Regions from separate parts of the Mus musculus genome. Here region 1 is linked to region 2. Evidence: chromatin contacts called from public HiChIP or PLAC-seq data. All regions are on one chromosome and are shown on one strand. Each heading gives the region's core, a stretch centred on a gene start, on an enhancer-like site or on the middle of the called end of the contact. The rest is flanking DNA. Distances are from core to core; before and after follow the strand shown. Region 1 holds the start of LOC115487945 (a long non-coding RNA gene). Region 2 holds the start of Vsx2 (visual system homeobox 2).

Region 1 (6,564 bases), core at 3,971-6,470, 35 kb after region 2:
ACAGTTTGGAAGGTCTAAGTCCAAACAGCATGAAGCAGGATCTTACAACGTTGCCTTTTGGCTTCCTCACTTCATGGTAGGCAGACACATGTATTTCTGCTGGGGCTGAATTTTTAAATATTTACTTACTTTTAATTTAGACTTAATAGCTACCTGAGGCTAATGGTTACAAGTGTGCAGATAACATAGAAATGTGCTTAAGAGATAAACCAGCCAGTGGTCCCTCACTTCCATCTGAGGGAATTCCCAACCCAGAATAGAAGTCTCACAAGTCTGAGTTCTGGAAAGATCTGGAATGCCTAGTTTTCTTAGGAGGGAACATCTTCCTGGCTTAGATCAGTGGTTCCCAACCTTCTTGATGCTGCAACCCTTGAACATGTCATGTGTGGTGACCTCCAACCATAAAATTATTTCATGGCTATTTCATAACTGTAAGTGTGCTCCTGTTATGAATTATAACATAAATATCTGATATTTGACCCCAGGGGGTCGTTTGTGACCCACAGGCTGAGAGTCGCTGTCTTGGGAACTAAAAAGCACATTTAGACAGAGACGATGGCTCAGTGGGTAAAATGACTGTGCCACAAGCTCCAGGATCTGGGTTACGGCCCCAGAAGCCATGGGGAGCTGGGCACAGCAGTGTGCGCCTGTACTGCCAGCACACCCGGGAGCTGGACATGGGAGAATCCCAAGATGCTTTTGGGCCCGCTCCCTGAGCAAAGAAAGGCTGCAGAGATCGGCAAGGGACCCTGTCCAAACAAGGTGGAAGGCAAAGGCCAACACTGGAGATGGTCCTCACCCACGAATACATGTGTGCACACACACACACCACACAGGTGCATCACACACACACACACATGCACACACGCACACATGCATTTTGGCTTTGACATAGTAGTTACACACCTCTTTAGGTGGCTGGATCCAGGCATCCGCTCACTCAGTGACTGTGCTCTAAGTATCCTTGGTATGTCAGGCTCTGGAAAACAGTCACACACATTCAATTTTTGCTCCGGCTTCTCAGTAAGGGCTGAACACAATTGTGTTTCTCCCTCACAAGAAGCATAAAGCGTGGGCCTTTAGGTGTTTAGCGAGCGGCTCTGTGTAGTGCCAAGTCACAAGACAGGCTCGCTAGCCTGGCTCAGTTGCTGTGGAAGAGTGACAGGCAGCAGCAAAAGGACATCACCATTCTCTTCTCATTCCAAAGCTCAGGGTGGACCTGAGAGCTTTTACATCCTCTGTGGCATTGCCCCCAGGCTTCCTACGGGTCTGTCATTTGAAAGTGAAAAGCAGCAGGTTTCGCTGCTATTTTCCTTTGGAGCATCCAAGAGCCCATCAGTGCGAAGCACAGCTCACAGGCGGGCAGGTTCACAGGGCTTCATGCCCAGCTCAGGGAAGGTGTAAGCCTCAGACTCAAGCCCCCCCCCCCCCCCCCCCCCGATCCTGTGTCCTCTCTAGACAATACCCCCAGTCACAGCTGCCCTGACTGCGGGCATGTCTGCAGACTGTTACAGAACTTCAATCAGGCACAGTCCTAGTGTGTGCCCTTCTTCATACCACAGGCGCACACACAACACAAAAATGCAAGAAAAGATTTGAAAAGTTGTTCTTTTTGCTTGACACTTTTGTTTTGTTTTTTTGTTTTTTGCTTTTGCATGGATGAGGTAGCTACCAATATACCCCCCCCCCCCGCCCCCGAGACAGTGTTTCTCTGTATAGCCCTGGCTGTCCTGGAACTCACTTTGTAGACCAGGCTGGCCTTGAACTCAGAGATCCACCTGCCTCTGCCTCCTAGTGCTGGGATTAAAGGCAGCACTACCAATATTCTTGCAGCGTCTGCTGGTGGACAATTATTTCTATTGGTCATACACCTAGAAGTAGAATTAACAATGGTTGCACTAAAATTTTCCTTTTTTTAATATTTTTTTAATTATGTATTTTCCTCAATTACATTTCCAATGCTATCCCAAAAGTCCCCCATACCCTCCCCCCCCCCCCACTCCCCTACCCACCCATCCCCACTTTTTGGTCCTGGCGTTCCCCTGTACTGAGGCATATAAAATTTGCGTGTCCAATGGGCCTCTCTTTCCAGTGATGGCCTACTAGGCCATCTTTTGATACATATGCAGCTAGAGTCAAGAGCTCCGGGGTACTGGTTAGTTCATAATGTTGTTGCACCTACAGGGTTGCAGATCTCTTTAGCTCCTTGGATACTTTCTCTAGCTCCTCCATTGGGGGCCCTGTGATCCATCTAATAGCTGACTGTGAGCATCCACTTATGTGTTTGCTAGGCCCCAGCATAGTCTCACTAGAGACAGCTATTATCAGGGTCCTATCGGCACAATCTTGCTAGTGTATGCAATGGTGTCATCGTTTGGAGGCTAATTATGGGATGGATCCCCGGATATGGCAGTCTCTAGATGGTTAAAATTTTCCTTTTGATATATGGTCTCACTATGTAGTCCAAGCTGGCCTCAATCTCACCATCCTCCTGCCTCAGCCTTCTTAGGGTTAGAACAGGCTTGCATTACCATGCCTGGCTCCCAAACCCATCAAAAAGCAGAATGTGTAATCCAAGCATGTAGGAGGCAGAGGCAGCACATCTCTGTGAGTTTGAGGCCAGCCTGGTCTACATAAATAGTGAGTTCCAGGACAGCCAGGGCTATAGAGTATGACCCTGTCTCAAAGCGGGGAAAGAAAAAAAGGAGAATGTGGGTTTAAAGTAGTGTAGTCAATTATTCCATTTGAGGGATTGCCCACCATCTTAGGAAGCTGCTGGGTTTACAGCAAACGCGACGGTTAGGTACCATGATTCAGCATCAGTTGTAGAGTGATCGCCTAACATACACAAAGCCTGAGGCAGGATGCTGCACACCTGGAACTTAAGCACTCCAGAGGCTCGGGTCAAGGACCAGGAATTCCAATTAGCCTTTGCTACAAAGTTTGGGTCTTGCATATAGTACTTAAGACCTTATCTCAAAAAAAGACGAAGGAGGAGGAAGTAGAGGAGGAGAAGGGAGAAGGAGGAGGAAAGAAAGAAGCCATTTTCCCCTACAAACAGATTGCAATGGAAAGTTGGCTTCTGAGGCCTCAGGCTGGGAATTCCTTTGGACCGAGGTTTCATCAAATGCACGTGAATTCATTGTTATCACAGTTTCATGCAGACTTATTGCTCCAAATCTCTGGCATCAGGATTTTATTTGTTACTCTGAAAAGAACGTGGCTGGGAGTGGACTGGGTATGGTGGCGTAAACCTCTCAAGATTTATGTGTGTGCATGTGCATGTCTATGTAAATGAACGCAGTGGATGTGGGTGCTCACCGAGCCTAGGAGAGGGTGTCAGATCAGTTGAAGCTGCAGTTGTGTACCTCCTGATGTGGGTGCAGGGAACGGGACTCGGGTTCTCTGCAAGAGCAACAAGTGCTCTTAACTGCTGAACCGTCTCCACACTATCTGTGGATTCTAGAACAGCCAGGTCTACCGTGCTGTCTCAAAGGGGAAGGGGACATAATTTAATTGAAAAGTGACTATTATAGCTCAGGAAATAAAACTAGAGGACAGTCACACCAAACTCCACCCCAAGTGCTTACTATATATGATCAGGAAGCAGACCTAGATCTCTCTAACCATCATCTCTCTATCCATCTCTACCTCTATATCCATGATCTCTCTATCCATCTCTACCTCTCTATCCATGATCTCTATATCTATCTATCTATCTATCTATCTATCTATCTATCTATCTATCTATCTATCTATCTATCTGAAATTGTTTCTTCAAATGGGTCAAAATGGCTCCTAAGTCCCCCAAGCCCCTTGATGGTTTACGTGTAAGTAAGGTCAGGTCAGGGCTTGGTCACACCCAGCCTTGTAGAAGGATCCAGGAGCTGACACTGTCTAGTGGACAAGTAGAACCCGTGTGGCTTTCAGGTGCACAATTGGGCACACCTAGCCCCGGGTGCTGTGTTTGTCCCTGGGTCCTCGAGGCTGGATCTTCCATGTTTCCTGCACTCTTGTCCCCTTACTTAACCTTCCAACCCTGCCACCCATCTCTGCTTCACAGGCTCGCAGTCCTCCCCGCACCCAGAGGCACCTCCATCATTTCTCCTTGACGTGTCTACTTTCATTTTCCTAGGACGAATCATTTGACAATCGCCGGCCCATATTTCTAAGCTCTCTGGGTCTTGCTGTGCGATTTTCCTGTCCTCTCTGGGGTTGGTAACACCAATCATCCGCAGGTTTCATTAGCATGCTGTTTACCCCAGTCTTTCAGATCATTAATGAAGACATGAAGTGAGCCACCAATCCTCACAGCCCCCCCCCCCCCCCCCCCCCGCCTGTGCTGGAATCATTATCCTTCCTGGTGTGACAGGGTCAGAGCCAAACCAATTTGCATCAATCTTTGGTAAGATTGGAGAGTGTCGCCTGCACTACAGTCCTCCCATAGTCACAACTGCCTCAGCCATCCTCCCTTCTGGAGTGCTCCCCTCTTCCTTTGGAGGGATCATCGGATCCAGCCACCCCTCTCATCTGGCTGAAAGCCTCATAGCTATGGTAATGGCCAGGCAGGACTCAGAGCTACACAAGTCCGCCATGTTGCTCTCTTTGTGACTTGACCTTTTTGGTAAACACATTCTGGCAGAGGAGGGGAGCAGATGTGGCCACCTTAGGATTTACTATTCTCATCTTGTCATCTGTTTCTACTGATGTATGGGTCAAACCTCCTCAGGATCCCCCAGAGCCTACCCAGGTGTCGGGGCTTGATGCCCCAGGTTGGGGTTGGCTGTTATGTCTCAGGACAAGGCCTAGTCTTCCTGCTTCTTTCCTGTCTTTTCCACCAGACACCTCATCTTGCAGAGACCTGAGTTGGAGTCCCAGGACCCATGTAAAAATCCAGGCCTAGCGGGGCATGCCTGCAGTCTCAGCACTAGGAAGGTGGGGACAAGATTCCTCAGGCTTGGAGAAGCAATGGAGAAAGACATCCAACAGTGCTCTCTGACCTATGCACAGGCAGACATGATCACGTGCACACACACACACACACACACACACACACACACACACTCTCTCTCTCTCACTCACTCAAAGGTGGAGGCAAAGCAACAGTGGCAGATGGGGCAGGAGGCTAGGATGAATGAAGAGCTCTGGGGTTTGCTTCCCTCTGAGCCACCCCATATTCTGTAGACTATTTCTGGCTCTGGGCTGGCTCACATGCTCATCACTCTTCTAACTTGATTCTTCCCTGCTGTTCCTTTGTGTGGAGTTAAGAGCTCAGGCCGCTGTCCCTGAGGCTTGGCTGCATCCAGGAAGGCACCAGGATGTGACCTTCAGCCTCATTTGACCTGAGACCTCAGGCTGGTCAGGCCAGGCTGCTCTCTGAGGGTGGAGGCTGAGGCCCCAGTGGGGCCTGTTAAGCCCTGAGAAGGGAATGAGAACCTGACCAAGCTCATACCTGGAAAAGCACCCGGAGCACTGTGGAGGGGTATGGAGCAAGGACCAGGGACATAGAATAAAGCAGGAAATGCATTCCAGGGTAGTGACCTGAATAACATCGATGCTCAGAAACTACCAGGAGGAAAAGCTGTGCCATGGTGATTTGGCATCATGGGAAGCCAGTGCCAGCTCAGAACCCTGCCAAGGTCATGGAAAATACTTCCCTCCAAGTGGTTCTCAGCATTGTCTGCTGAGTCAACCACTGCATTTCCCAAGTACCCTTGCTAGCCAGAGGTTACTTCACAAAGTGGAGGCTGCGGGGGAGGGGTGGAGATGGTACTCGGCACTAATTACTCCAAGGCTACCGTATTTTTCCTGAAAGTGTCAATAATTTTAACAAATGTGAGCAGGAAAAAAAAAAGGCACCAAGTCCTCGTTTAGTGGCCCTGTCAGGTAGCCATACAACGGTAAGATATGCCCTGCACTGATTCCCACATGGGGCAAGGACACACCTCACGACTCCAGCAAATTCCAGAAGTGTTATTTGCTACAGTGGGAGACTTAGCACATTTGGACTTAACATTTGTTACCATGGTGTCTCACACAGGGATGGTGGAAAAACAGTCACTCTGAGACTTTTGGCGCCTTTGATTCTATATAATTGAGCACTTTCTGGTTACGGGAGGTCACTCCCAACAATATCACATGTAGATCAAAATGAAGATGGAGAAATTCTGTTTAGAACTTGAGTTTCAGATACCCCAGGAAACTCTCCTTACATCCTTTGACCCTGGCTATGATTAAGTTTATCACTGTATCACCCCAAGTGTTCCTGTTGGAAATGGGTTGCAATCCTGGAGGAATCAGAATGTCCTTTATCTACCAGCCAACCTTCTGAGTCACACAGAATACAGCCAGTTATGCGTGGGCAAATAGGCTACGTGTGTGTGTGTGTGTGTGTGTGTGTGTGTGTGTATGTGTGTGTGTGTTTAAAGAGATCATCCAAGAGAGACTGGGGTCAGTCCACAGGGGAAGAGGCAGACATGAAGGTGACAGGGTTCAAACGTAAGCGAGCTGAGGAATGGAGCCTCTGGCAGGCCATGTGCTCGTCGAGGGTAGACTCTCACTCAG
Region 2 (6,125 bases), core at 1,742-4,241:
GATGCAGGATGCAGAGAAGCAGTCAGAGAGAGGATGCTGAGACCAAACCCAGGAGAGAAAAGAAGATGCGGTGGACTACAAGTCAGAGTGCGAGGCAGTGGGGAAATGTCCCTGTGGTCGCTCCACTTGGGTTGGGACAGAGAGAAAAGTGGGAACCAGGCCTGTTGAGGAGTAGAGAGACAGCATCTAGGAATAGCACCCCCTCCCCCAAACTCAGTTGTTTGTTTGTTTGGGCCCTCTTGCCTTTTCCTTTAAAATCTCCTTAAAGATTTCCACTAGGAACGGCTTAGTGTTGACGCTGACGTGAATGAAGGTCTGAACCAGCGTCCTCTACTCCCTGGTGGGAGCAAGGGACGAAGAGAGCAGAGTTCTTAGGACAAACCCACTGAATCTTAACTTTGGATAAGCAACGTCTATTTAAAGATTTTTTTTCACATTAAAAATATGTGTGCATGTATCTGCTTATTAGCATATGCACGTGGTGCCCCAGGAGGCCAGAAGAATGCATGGATCCCCTGATGCTGGCCAACGCTCCTCAGCCTGTACACCAAAGTAGTTCACCCCACTGAGGTCTCCGCTGGTGAATCGAGACAGTCCACTGTCATCCCCGTCTTTCAGACTAGAAAACTGAGGCTTACGGGAGGATAGCGACCGGCTCAGGAACACAGCCGAGCAGAGGCCGAAAGCAAAGGTCCAGCCCTGCAGCTGTCACTGAAGTTTGGGGGAAAACGATCCGAACACAATCCTGGAGAAATGACAAGCCTCGGGGAGTGTAAGAGGACCGGGCTCCCACGGTTAGGGGCATGGATCTGACTCCGGCCAGAGCTGGGAGCCTATCTGCTTTCTACAGGTTCTGAGTAACTTGGTCGGTACAGAGATCTAGGGTCGCCGACGCCTCTCCAGCTCAGATCTGGCCCCAGCCTGGCCTTTCCTGACTCCAGCACAAGGAGAAAGCTGAAATGGTGCGGCAGCTCTTGCTGACACTCAGTCACCCTCACCGGATGCCAGGGCCCCGGGACAGACTCCTGCATACAACGCAGGTGTCTTTGCCCTGGTGCAGCCGGGGCCCTCACATCTGGGATCGGCAGAAAACGACATCTGGGTCACCCGGCCCGGGACGAGATGGCTGGGGATGGGAGCAGGAAAGGACTGTGCGGCCCTTACCTGTGTCGCCGCTTCTTACGCTTCTTGGTCTGGTTTAAAGCCGATTTGGACATTTTTCGGTCACTGGAGGAAACATCTTCGGAATCTGAAAAGCGAGCAGGGAGCGGAATGGGGAGTGCGCTCCGCAGCGCCGGGGGAAGAAGAAGAAGAAGAAAAAAAAAAAAAAAACCCGATGAGGACCCCACCTTCTGCAGCCTCTGTGAGCCGCGCGGGCCTGTGGTCTCCACTGAAGCCCTCCTGGGTCCCGGTCACCATCCCCATCCCTACGCCCAGGCTGACCTTCTCCAGGTCGGCTCTTGAAACCACAGATTTTGGATAAATTTCGTTGCAAGAGAGGCCAAGGCCGGGGTGCGCCTGCACGCAGGGACGTGTGAGAATGAGGCAGGCACGGCGTTGCTGGTACCCCCGGCGGTGCTCCAAGCTTCGAGATCTTCCCCTCCGCCAACAGCTCCAACTCCCAGATCCAAAAGTTGACCCAAGGATTACAGGGCTGTTGCACGGGAGCTGGGGTTCCGGAAAGGACTGGAGACTGCGGGTTCGCTGTCTCTTTTGGGGCACCCACAAAAATGTTTTTCTGTTCGAGTTCAGAGAGCCTGCGATGAACCACTTTTCATTGTCCTGCTTCATTTAATACATTATCATGGCAGGAAAAATCTGGGGAAATACTGAGAACCGGCGAGCTAGAGCACACCGCCAGGGAAGTGGCCCTGACGGGGCGAAAGGAGGCTCATCCAGGGTCCTCGAGCCAGATAAAAATCGGGATCCGGTACACCGGTGCCGCTTAGGTTAGATCTGATGGCTGCCCTCTGGGTACCATGGTGGCTTGATTTTCCCAGTTCGTAGCGGGAGGAAATCGAACCTTAGCTAAGCAATATAGGTAGGGGTTTGGTACAGCAATACAGAAACTGGGAGGAACCGGGAGGGGGGCAACTTTGGACACAGGGACAAGTAGGAACAGCATCGGGCTTCAGAAGCGCAGGTCCTGCCCAAGGCCCGAACCTCGGTGGAGCAGTGAAGCTAGGGCCCAAGGAAAAGGATGCGCCAAGGATTCAGCTACCCGGAGCCAACATCCACTGGGGCCCCAACCCAGATATTCGATAGAGCATGGACTGACACTAGGTCCCAAGAACTGAGCAGGGGTCGGACAAGATGAATCTGAAAACCCTTGGAGTTTGGGTCGCTAGTCGGGGACCCGTTGACTTTAGGCCTAGCATGAGACCCCTTGTCCTGCAGGAACTTTTCCTCCCGGGGGAGGTCGGGGGCTCTCAGGCGAGATCCTACAGCTCCCGACTGTGACTTTCCCAAGCAGTGTAGCAGGCGAGCAGCCTCGCCCCTCACCTACCGGAGCTGGCCGTCTGGCTGGTGTCCAGCGGCCCCGACGCTCTGCCTAGTGGCTGCAAGTGGACGCTCTGCGGATCGGACAGCACTTCCAAGAAGGTGGGCTGTGTGTAGAAGCCGGGAAGTCCCCCGGGCCCCAGCAGCCCCATGCTGCCCACTCCTGCCGGGCTGAGAACGGAGCGCGCAGCTAACAAATGCCCAGGGGCCAGGCCGTCGAGGGCAGCCCGCGGGTGGGAGCTGGGAGGCTCCTTGTTCAAGCCTAGGATCTCCTGGATGCCGAACCCTGTGCACCTGGCCGGGGCGCCCCCCGAGGTACTCTTGGCCACTGTCTCGGATTTGGGCTTGCTCAGCGCTTCCCCCGCTTTCCCCGTCATCTCCCGGTTCTTTGGAGGGGCTGAGGCCGCGGGTCTTTTGCTCCCCCAAGCCCCCCCGCCGGGCTCCCCGCTTCGTGAAGTTGGTCCCAGGTGCCCCCTCCGGTGTCTAATGCTCTGGAGCCCCAAGGAGATTCCCTTTTTATCCAACCAGGCGGCAGCCCAAGTGGGGTCAGAGCTGAACAGCCAATCACCAGGGCCAGGAGCGATTAGGAATTCCAAAAAGCTGGCAGCTCCCGCCGCCACCGGTATCGAGGGGCCAGGGCGCAGCAGGCCCAAGTGTGGTGGGCTCTGCAGGGTGCCCTTGCAGGGACAGAGGTGAAACAGCCAGGTTTGGGGTTATTCCAGGAGATACCGTGGATAGCGGTTTTGAGCTGTATAACCTGGCTGGGACCAGTGCCTAGGTTAGCTGCGACAGATCCCTGGGGTAGGGTTGGGGGTGTGGGGATGGTCTGAACGCAAAGGCTAGGAGACCTCTCCCCCTCCCTTAACTAAGCAGCCTCAAATAGACTCAGACACGGGACAAGGAAGGCTGGAGGGCCCTGGACCGAGCGCTGGGCATGAGAATACAGAAAGGTGCTTAGCTGTGCAGAGGGAGATGTGTGGGTAGAGTTATCTCCCCAGCACGGGACATTATGTTCATTTCAGAAGAGCTGTTCAATAAATACTGGCCCACGTTAAAGGGATCAGGGTTAGGATCGAGCCCTCGTGGGAAAGAGAAACAGAGAGGGTTTTCGTTGACAACAAATATGGGGCCTTCCTCCCCTCCTATCCTTATCCAGTCCTCCTTACTCCACCACCACCACCCCGCCCCCACCACGCCACCTCTTTTTTCCTTGTGGTTTAAGACAGGACCTCTATATGGTCTGGGTTGTTCTCAAACTCAACATTCTCCTGTACTGTCCTCCCGAGGGCTGGGATTTCATTTGGGGGCCGACTTGACTATCCAGCTGTCTTTCTAAACGTCCTCAGAGAATGAGCGTGGAGTGCTTCCCTCGAAGATTGTATTTATTCTGTCCAACAGTCAGTAAGGATCAAGTACCTCGCAGCTTCGAGCCAAAAGCCTGAGGTTCTGCAGTAAACCAGAGAGGCAGGGTGTGAAGCTGTGATCGCCCCATGCAGAAGAAGGGAGCGGGGAGTAACTAAAAAGGAGCCGCTTTTCCCAGCTGCTGGGGGCCCTTGACTGCCTGCTTCTCCAGAGGCTTCAGAAGGGCACTCAGTGGGGACAGCTGAAGTGTGGTGAGAAGCATCCTGCTCAGGCGGGCTGGGAGAGTCACCTGGAGTTGGAGGCGTGGGGACTGGTGTTTCAAATATCCTTGCTTCATATCTCAGACTGGAGTGTGGTCTAAGTGTCAGGAGCCAAGGAGAACATGTGTCCCATACACATTCTAGACCTTCAGTTTAGCTCCTTGTTGCCCTCCCAGAACTGGAGATCACTTTATTAATTGGGGGGCTTCTCTATCCACTATATAGAACATATGATGAGGCAGGGGGATTGCTTTTGTTTTGTTTTTTGTTTTTGTTGTTGGTTGGTTGGTTTAGGGTTTTTGTTTTTGTTGTTTTTGAGGCAGGGTGTCTCTGTGTAGCTTTGGCTGTCTGAAACTCAGTCTATAGGCCAGTCTGGACTTGAACTCACAGAGATCCACCTACCTCTGCCTCCTTAGTGCTGGGATTAAAGGCCTGCGCCACCATCACCAGAAAAGATGAGTTTTAATGGATGGTTCTTTGCCCTTCAGGAAGAAGGTGAGGACAGGGCTAGTCACTTTGAGCAGAATGGGAAATGAGACTGCCGGGAGATTTCATTTGGAGCATCTTGGCTTGTCAGCTGCAAACCTTCAAAGCAAGGGGAACCTTCTAGCTCTCCTCGGTTGGCTACCATGGTGTCTGGTATTCTCGGTGGCCTCTACAGGGACAGATTGACAGGTAAGAGACACCAGGAAGGAACTTAAGCTTTGTTGAGCTGGGTTTGGCAGCACACATTGTAATCTGAGCGCCTGGGAGGCAGAGGCTGGAGAAGCAGAGTTCAAGACCATCTGTAGGTACATAGTGAGTTCAAGGCCAGCCTGGACTACCTAAGACCCTGTTCTCGAAAACAAAACAAGATCAAAACAGGAACTGAGGCTACGGCTCAGTTGGGTAAACACTCACTGTGCAAGCAGGAACTGAGTCCAATCCCTGGCACCCAGGGAAGAAGCTGGGCGTGGCAGGCAGAACTGTAAACTCAGTGCGAGGCAGGCAGGTCTCTGGGCCTTGCTGGTGCTAGCCTGCTGTGATAGTTATGACAATTGCCATGTAACAGAATCTAGAATCACCTGGGAGATAGGCCACTCAGCGTGTCTATGGAGGGTCACCCTTTAAAAATATTTCTTATTTGTATGTATGTGTTTGATTTCATTCATGTGTCTCTGTGTAGGGGTGTGCCATATGGGAGTAGAGCTGCCCCTGGAGGCCAGAAGCCTGCATCAGATCCCTTCAACCGGAGTCGTGGGCAGTTATGAGCTGTCTGATGCGAGTGTTGGGAACCAAACTCTGTAATAGTAGCGAGTAATCTTCACTGCCAGAGCCATCTCTTCAAGCCCTGGAAAATTATCTTGATTGCAGGAGTTGAGGTGGAGAGACACTCTCACTGTGAGTGATACCATGTCCTGGCTGAGATCCTTGATTCTATAAGTAAGAAAGCTGGGCTGGACACATTGCTCTTTCCAGAGGTCCTGAGTGTGATGGCCAGCATCCACACTGGTGACTGACAACTGTCAGTAACTCCAGTTCCAGAGGATCCAGTGCCCTCTTCTGGCTCCCTTGGGTGCTGACATACATATAGAATGTGTGTGTGTGTGTGTGTGTGTGTGTGTGTGTGTGTGTGTGTGTGTGTGTACATACACACAAATACATGTGTATATAAATATACATAAAACATAAATAAAATAAAGAGGAAGGCACTAAGCAGCAACACACGTCCATCAGTCGCTGCTCCCTGATTTTGCATTCAGTGTGACCAGATATTTCAAGCTCCTGCCACGCTGAATTCTCGGCAGAGATAGACTGTACTTTGGAACCTTGACACAGAATAAACTTTCTGTATTAATCCTTTAGTCAGAGTATTTTATCACAACAGTAGGAAAAGAAACCAAACTTCCAGTCCAGTTCCTAATCAGCGACCCCCTGGGAGAGACTCTGTCTAAAAAATAAACAAATTGGGCTGGAGCGATGGCTCAGTTGGTTAGGAGCACGGACTGCTCTTCCAGAGGTCCT

Evidence for each region. HiChIP or PLAC-seq counts read pairs in DNA pulled down with a chosen protein or histone mark.
Region 1: a contact with region 2 is called in an H3K27ac HiChIP or PLAC-seq map of embryonic stem cells, with 6 read pairs. The contact joins the enhancer-like site here to the promoter of Vsx2 in region 2. A contact is called at or near these places in 2 of 39 promoter capture datasets (stem cell-derived epiblast-like cells and trophoblast stem cells), 1 of 15 datasets of contacts at CTCF or cohesin (embryonic stem cells), 7 of 484 Hi-C or Micro-C datasets (embryonic stem cells, liver, memory CD8 T cells and 2 more), 7 of 115 datasets of contacts at active chromatin or transcription factors (embryonic forebrain, embryonic midbrain, embryonic stem cells and 2 more) and 3 of 9 other capture datasets (adipose tissue, liver and pancreatic islet).

The regions. Positions count from the first base shown.
Region 1 is chr12:84,533,022-84,539,585 of GRCm38.p6, reverse strand. LOC115487945 (a long non-coding RNA gene) reads right to left here and starts at 1,412. Exons shown (of 2, transcript XR_003950097.1): 1 at 1-1,412. Within about 2 kb of position 5,220, at least 17 of the 459 cell types and tissues checked have an H3K27ac peak or open chromatin away from gene starts, as enhancers often do. A contact at or near this core is called in embryonic stem cells, where this site is marked.
Region 2 is chr12:84,566,694-84,572,818 of GRCm38.p6, reverse strand. It overlaps Vsx2 (visual system homeobox 2), which reads right to left and starts at 2,991. Exons shown (of 5, transcript NM_007701.3): 1 at 2,507-2,991; 2 at 1,165-1,249. The coding sequence starts at 2,876.